Regions from separate parts of the Rattus norvegicus genome. Here region 1 is linked to region 2. Evidence: chromatin contacts called from public Hi-C data. All regions are on one chromosome and are shown on one strand. Each heading gives the region's core, a stretch centred on a gene start, on an enhancer-like site or on the middle of the called end of the contact. The rest is flanking DNA. Distances are from core to core; before and after follow the strand shown. Region 1 holds the start of Isg15 (ISG15 ubiquitin-like modifier). Region 2 holds the start of Pusl1 (pseudouridine synthase like 1).

Region 1 (3,942 bases), core at 164-2,663, 280 kb after region 2:
AGGGTCCTCACTAGGCTCTAACTGTGAAATCCTTGTCTTTTAACTTGGCAACCCAGAGCCTTGTCACCATGGAAAGAAGGCATTTCTGAATGGGACAAGCAAACAGAAAGCAGAACTTTTTATTGTATTGTCTTTTATTACCTACATTGGCTCTGGATAGGGGCCTTAGAAATAGTAGTCCCCTCCCCCCCTCAGGCGCAAATTCATGATCACTGTGCAGTGGGGTGTTAGGCCATACTCCCCCAGTGGCTCTTTGTCCTCCATGGGCCTTCCGTTGAAGCTCAGCCAGAATTGGTCTTGGGAGACTTGCTCGTGCTGGGACACCTGCCTCATAAGCACTTCCACAGTCTGTGTCAGCTGGACCTCATAGACATTGCTGCGGCCCCTTTCATTCCTCACCAGGATGCTCAGAGGATGGCTGCAGTTCTCTACCATCAGCATGACTGTGCTGCCAGAACTAAGGCCCTGCCTGATAAGGGCAACACCATCCTGTAGCATTTCACCGCTTTGGTGGGCCAGGCGCTGCTGGAAAGCTGGCACACCACTCTTCTGAGCAACCTGCTTCTTCAGTTCTGACAGCATCATGGAGTTTGTCATGGACACCAGGAACTCCTTGCCCCCCAGCATCTTCACCTTTAGGTTCCAGGTCTGCAAGAATTACATGGATTTAGTAGTGGTTCTCAACCTTCCTAATGCTGCGACTCTAATAGAATGCTTCTGTTCTTTAATACAGTTCCTTGAGTTGTGGTGACCCCCAACCATAAAATTATTTTCATTGCTATTTTGTAACTGTGATCTTGCCGTATGCAGGATATCTGCGAGAAGGACCTCCTGTGAGAAGGTCGTTCAGGCCCCCAAAGTGTTCATGACCCATGGGTTGAGAACCACTGGCTTAATAACTTTGGCTGGGAGTTACCACATGCAAAGCACTGGTCGTAGGGCCAGCCCCCATGTCCCACATCCATCTTCTCCTCAGGGAGGACCATCCAGTATTGTATGATACAGAGGCCTCAGTTTTAAAGGGTCAGCCTCCCACAACCATCAGATTGTTTCAGTTCACCCACAAAGATATCCTTCTGGGTCCAGCCCTAAGGGATCTAGGGCTGATAACTGAGCAAAGAACCCAACTCCACCCCCAGCCCCCAAGTGAGCTTTGAGCAACTTTATTCTGTCCCCACACTGAGGCTATTCTGCCTCTGAAAGACCCTATCGAGGAATAGAATAAAGTCAACTAGAATGAAGCCCATCTGCCTCTGCCCCAAATTGGACTCACCATGGCTGTAGGCTTTAGCACTAGGTCCCCTGAAACTAAGGAGTCTGCTTCTCTCTGCTTCTCTCAGCTTCTGGCTGCTGGCTCTCACAGTCAGAGAGAGACTCACTGGGTCAGCTCTCTTAAAGTCTGAGCTGTGGATGTGAAGAGGCGGAGTCTCTGGGCTCCAGAGCTGTTTCTGTTTCGGTTTCCTTTTCCTGAGGCACACCTTAAATGGATGAGAAAAGCAAAACTGAATGAAAAGAAAAGTGTAGTTGGGAAGAAAAGAGACAGGCTCTTAAGGGTCAAGTCTGTAATTTGACGTGTGCCCTAAAACTCCCTAAACTCCCAGCACTTCAGGTCCTGCGTAAGGCATGTAAAAGTCAGAACAGGAACTAATAGTAGAAAACGTATTTGCCATTTGTTAGCTTGGAAATTAGTTATCTTGGAAAAATGTTATAATAATAAAGAAACTACATAACATAGTAACAATCAGAATTACCCAAAGATATTGGTTATTAGTTTAGAACAATAGTTTTCAAAGCATAGGGAGTTGGGGTAGGGGGGGTTGTAGGAAGCATTTCTATCCTGTAATAGTTTATTAAGACCTTATTGTAGCTGGGCAGTGATGCATACCTTTAATCTTAGCCTCGGGGAGGCAGAGGCAGGTGGATGTCTGAGTTCAGGGCCAGCCTGCTCTACAGAGCAAGCACCAGGACTCTGTCTTGAAAAGCTAAGAGAAGAAACAAACAAACAAACAAACACTATTGCTTACGTAAAGATACATTGAGTCAGATGAGTTTGTTTTTTGAAGTAGTCTTGCTATGTAGTCTATGCTGACTTCAAACTCACTTTGAAATTGGCCTTAAACTGGTCCTTCTGTCTCTTCTGCTTAGGTTCTGAGATTTTAGTCATTTTCGGCAGTGCTGGGGATAGAACCCAGAGCTTCGTGAATGCTAAGTAAGTGTTCTAACAATTGAGTTATATACTTAGCACCCAGGTTTTTCTTAAGGTTTAGTTTTAATTATGTTGATATAAGGTATTAGGGGGGCGTTGTGTATATGTGAGTGCAGGTGCCCTTGAAATTTAGAAGGAACTGGGTATATAAATTTTGTTTATCTATTTTGCATATAGGTTCTTGTACATGTAGAGGTCAGAGATTAATGTCGAGTGTTTTCTTCAATCACTTTCCACATAGACATCACTCCAGCCCAATATTTAAAAGAAAATTAAAGAAGTAGGATCTTTTCTTTCTTTCCAATGCCTGTATAACAAAGACAGCCCATTTCACAAGTTAAACCTTAATCATTAGTATGGCAATCATAGAGGGGATGTGGTTCTTGAGGTTTCTTCCCTCTATGTCCCCTGCTTGTCTGATGTCTGCAGGAGGCAGAGGTTCAGGGGATTCCACACAGACTCCTTCATATGGCTCAACATAGGTCCATAGCTGCGAAAATTACAGCCCAGCCTTCTTGTCAACCCCAAGACAGGGACTGACTCTTGTATAGAAGGCATGGGTATGTGTATCTGGGGTGTTGGAATACTACATTTCTAGAATACTCTGGGAGTGCCGTACCTGGCCTCTTGAAAACATCCATCTCTCCGAAAAATCAGTTGTGAAGACTTTGAAACTACTCAGTGGAAGTGGCATTTTCAAGCTGAAGGTGATGGTTCACTCCCTTAGTTCCAGCACTTGGGACGCAGAGGCAGGCAGATCTTTGTGAGTCCAAGGCCAGCCTAGTCTACAGAGTGAGTTCCAGGACAGCCAGGGTTACACAGAGAAACCTTGTCTCAAAAACAAACAAACAAACAAACAAACAAACAGTGCCATTTTCTCTAACCCAACAAGCTAGCCTCTTTCTGTGGCTAACTAAAGCAGATTTGAACCACCAGGAGGGTGTCCAGCCCCTACTGTGCTCTCAGGCCACCTCTATTGAGTGAATACATGGAGGCAGCTGGCAGGCTATGCTGTGCCTAGTAACTAGGGCTTGCAGTGTAACTCAGAATGAAAACAGTAGCAACCATTAAAATATTAGTGGCCCTGTCTTTTTTTTTTTTTTAAAAAGGATTTATTTATTTACTTTGTATATGAGTACACTGTAGCTGTCTTCAGTGAGGGCACCACTGAACACCAGAAGAGGGCATCGGATCCCATTACAGATGGCTGTGAGCCGCCATGTGGTTGCTGGGATTTGAACTCTGGACCTCTGGAAGAGCAGTCGGTGCTCTTAACCACTGAGCCATCTCTCCAGCCCGGCCGTTTTTCTTATTCTCCTTTCAAAAAAAAAAAAAAAAGATTTTGAATTTGCCGTAATTTTTGGGTGTGTGTGTGTGTTTTGAGACAGGGTCTCACTATGTAGCTCTAGCTGTCCTGGAACTTACTCTCTGGATTAGGCTGGCCTCAAACTCACCAAGCTCTTCCTGCTTCTGTCTCTTGAATGCTACATTAAAGGCATGTGTAACTTGCCCTAACTTTTGAGTTCTTCTTTGCTGGACTTAGCAGTGGGGTAATTCAGAATACATCATTAGCACCATGACATCATCCCATCTGGTTTCTGTCACCACTGATATCCTTACATTGCATGAAGTTGTCCTTCCACCGCCCTGTGATATCAGCTGATGTCACCTATCAGATAGGTGAGCAGAACCAGTTGACCTCCCTCTAGTCGCGGTGGCTGGTGTTGGTTCATCTT
Region 2 (3,867 bases), core at 747-3,246:
TTCTTGCCTAGTTGACCACCAGTTCCAGAGGGGATGAGAGTTTTGCATGACTTCCTGGAGTCTATATATACCATAAAAGGAAACAATTATATACGAGAGCATTGGTTAGTCTGTACACAGGAAATACCAATTGTTTTGGGCCTCCCTTCATGGGTCAGGGCTACAGTATGCATGCTGAAGCAGGACATAGCCAGCCCACCCAGCAAGATGGAACCTCAGCCGTGTGCTCTTGTGCCTGGTTCATACCAAAGTGCCTTTTCCCCTTGGAGCTGGTTCCAGATGTGACGTTCCCAAGGTGAGCAGCCGGTTCCCGGTGGGAAGCCCACTAGGCAATACTTGAAGCAGAGAACTTAACACAGTCTGTCAAAGAGGACTGGTACTAATAGCTCCAGTGAAATCTTTTCAGTGACTGCCAGAACCTATCTGCCACAAAGAGCTAGGGGCCTGGCAAGGCTCTCAAGAAAGGCAACATTCTCTACCCTGTACTCCCCAGCCTGACAGGGACCCCACCCAACAGGAAGAAGACAAGTTTCTGGTTCACCTAACTGGCCAGCACCTTCCACCCTCTAGGCCCAATGGATGTGCACTGTGCCAGTTTAGCATCATCTCACTTTTATTGGGGTATTATGAGAACTAATTTAACCCTGGTGGCCTCTAGTCCAGCATAATGAATGGCTAGTCTTCTCACCTGCTCTCCTGAGGGAGGACAAATAAGCTGGCTGGACCAGGAGACACAGAGACTCTTCGCAGTGTGCGTACAGCATGTGGGACTGGGCTGCCAGCAGACTGGAAGGCACTAAAATCATGTGTCCCAAGGAGATGCTGGGCAGCCTCCTGCATGGCAGCTATATCCAGGTACCTGCAGAGCCAAGTAAGCATTGAGGAGGGCCCAGCCAGATGGATGTTGAGCCATTTTCTTCCCATTCTTAGCTCACTCACTCTGTCTGCAGAGACCAGCATACATTTTGTTCAAACACAGGCAGTTGATTAGGCCCGGAGCAGCCTGTGGCCAGACGGTATAGGTAGGTTCTGGAGGTGGCTGCGTGGCGAGCATGGAAGTCATTGGGCACTCGGAAGGCCTTCAGTACACTGTGGCAAACAGATCTGGCTCATCCCTGGAACAAGTCTGCCCACCTGTCCATGTAGCGCTCTGAAAATCTCTGCCTCCCACCATATTGAGGTGTGGGGTAAAACAGTAAAAGACAAAAACCAGAACCATACAAAATTCCCGGGCTCACCGAATGGCTGGGTGCTTCAGGTGGGTGTTGAGGGCCTTGGTTACGATCTCTGGGGAAAAAGGCGGCCGGCCTGGGCGGCGCTGGATGTCCAGGTGCGCCGCGTTGCTCAGGGCATGCACTCCGGCATCAGTGCGGCTGGAGATAGTGAACCTGACCGGCTCGACCGAGTTCAGCCGCTTGGCAGCCTCCTGCAGGAACCGTACAGGCAGGCTGCCACAGCGATGGCCAAAGCCCGTTAGTACGAGGAGTGTGGGCAGGGACTGGAGTTGCCGACCGCTTCTTCCTCCCCAAACCGGTCATCGCTCTAGGCGAGAGATAACAGCTCACCTCCAGAAAGTTCTGTACCCCAACAGCGCGATGGTTACCTCTCACGGCCGCAACTCCACTGCGGAGAGAAACAGGAAGGAATTATTTGTACCGTCTGTGGGAGCTGTCCCGCCTGGGATCTCCGCCCCCAGGCGCGTTCGTTCCGTCCAGGCCAGCGTTCCTAGGCTCCTAAAATTCCGCATCCCAAGACAGAACGCCCAGACTGCTGATCGTGCCCCTCCTGTCCGTCTCGCGGATTTCCCGCGAGGTCGAGTGGAGAAAGCGGAGGTAATAGCGGGAAAACGTACTTGAAGTCTGTGCCCAAGTACTGGAAGAACACAAGGTAGCGCGCACGCACGGAGCCCACCGCCCCGCAGGAACCCATATTTGAGCGGCTGGCGGGCGGGGCGGTTGCACGTGGCCGGCGGTCGACCCTGCCCAGCAATGACGGCGCCTGCGCACTAACTCGGCCCACCCCGCCTGAATGGAGAAACGGAGGCGGGACCAAGCTTAGGGAGCGGATGCGAAGTGCTGTCTTCTGGGCTCGACTATGTTAACTGTGCTCTACCTCGCAGGGGCGCGATGACGGGCTGCTCCCGCACAAGTGTCCTTAATTCGTTCACTCCCGATCTCCCCACTGCAGTTCCGGAATGTGTCTGCCTGACGGGTTCTAGCCGAGTGCTCCCAAATGTAGTTTTTGTAAACTCCCTGAGTTTAACAGCGGCAGGGATGCCTGAAGTGGGAGAGCCGTGCCCTTCCCTTTCCCGCGGCCCAGCCAAACCACTCCGAAGCCCAACTGCGGCTGCCGGCCCTGCTCCCAACCCCGGTGGCTGAGGACAGAGGGCAGTGACAGGCTAGGGAATGCAGCGGCGCTTTTAGCGACGCTCCCCGGAGGTGACAGCGGGTGGTGCTGGCGGCGGCTGACTTTGGCGACGCTCCCCAGCGGTGACAGGCGGGGCGGGGCCGCGGCGCGCCGGCCTCATACCGAGGCGGGCAGGCGGGCGGGCGCGGAGCGCAGCACAGCGCGGGCGCGACGGACGGTCTACCGGCCGGGGATGCCGCTCGACGCGCCTTGGTCCTCGGTACAGTGAGCACCGCTCACCGCAGCCATGACGGTAGAGTTCGAGGAATGCATCAAGGACTCGCCGCGCTTCAGGTGTGCTGCGGGCCTGGGTTAGGGCGCGGGCGGGGATGGGGAGCCGCCTTTGTGCCGGAGGCGGGCAAGGGGTGTCCAGCATGGTGACCGCTCCAAGTCCACCTGGACGGAGCAGAAGACCTGGCACGAACAAACCGGCTGGAGCCGGAGTCGCGGTCCCCTAGCTGCGCAGCTCCGCCTCCGGCCTCGGGGGACCGGAACAAAAGACGCCCCTGTACTGATCACCTCGCGCGCGGGGGTGAGTGCTCAGATTGCCTTGGGCAGCTGTGTGTCACTGGGCATTTGCGTTCGGTGCCATCTCTAGAACTGTCCACCCTTCTTTGTGTGTATGCTTTAGTGTGCCACAAGTACTGAGCTCCTCCTTGGCCCTGTAGTCCAATTCTGACTAGGATTGTCTGGCACCCTGCTTGATCTCTATCTTGATCCGTATGTCCAGAGCAGTGTATGGGTGCAACCAGCTGGAGCCATTAAGGCCCGAGATGGACACCTTAGTGAGAGTTAACGGAGGTATAAGTGACCCAGGAACCTGGAGATGTAGAGGCTGTGGGGATGAGGAAGTCGTGTTTAGGTGGCAGGGTATTATGGGCCTTATTCACCTATGGGTTTGTTTCTTTTATTGTTCCTGGAATACAGTCATGCACATCTGTGTGAATCACATGGCCACACAGATATACATCTGTTTCATTGGGTGACATTTGGCAGACAGTAATGGAGTCCCTCCTGTGTGTCACTTGAAATTGTGTACCTTCATGAGGCCCCCTCTGTATATGCCTGTACACAGGGGAACATGTTCTGCCACTCTGCTCTTCCTTTGAGTAGGTGCCAGGCGGCGCACTTGAATGTGTGGGTGATCTGCAACACTGGGTTGGTGTGCATGATGCATGCACATAACCTAGTGTGGATGGACACGTGTGTACATGTGCTACATCTCTGTGGATTCATGAGCCATGTTTGTCACGCTACTAGACACATGTTGATGTATGCAGGTGTGTGTGTTTTAGCATGCACATGTGTGCACTGTGTCCCTGGAACACATGTCCGTACGCCCTGTGCTAATACATGTATGCATGTTTGTGTATAGGCATGTATCATGCCTTGGCACATGTGTGCTTGACCAATATGTACATGAATGCTGGGTTTCTGAGGGCCTACCTCAGCAGTCCAGCT

Evidence for each region. A called contact is a pair of places that touch in the nucleus more often than the background predicts.
Region 1: a Hi-C map of liver shows a contact between it and region 2, with 3 times the contacts expected there. The contact joins the promoter of Isg15 here to the promoter of Pusl1 in region 2. A contact is called at or near these places in 2 of 12 Hi-C or Micro-C datasets (hepatocytes and liver) and 1 of 1 datasets of contacts at active chromatin or transcription factors (oligodendrocytes).

Annotation. Positions count from the first base shown.
Region 1 is chr5:172,066,243-172,070,184 of GRCr8, forward strand. Isg15 (ISG15 ubiquitin-like modifier) reads right to left here and starts at 1,414. Exons shown (of 2, transcript NM_001106700.1): 1 at 1,274-1,414; 2 at 127-648. The coding sequence starts at 1,276. The coding sequence ends at 166.
Region 2 is chr5:171,780,883-171,784,749 of GRCr8, forward strand. Pusl1 (pseudouridine synthase like 1) reads right to left here and starts at 1,997. Exons shown (of 8, transcript NM_001395608.1): 1 at 1,853-1,997; 2 at 1,566-1,623; 3 at 1,239-1,426; 4 at 940-1,089; 5 at 689-859. The coding sequence starts at 1,929. Acap3 (ArfGAP with coiled-coil, ankyrin repeat and PH domains 3) reads left to right here and starts at 2,500. Exons shown (of 24, transcript NM_001395748.1): 1 at 2,500-2,700. The coding sequence starts at 2,654.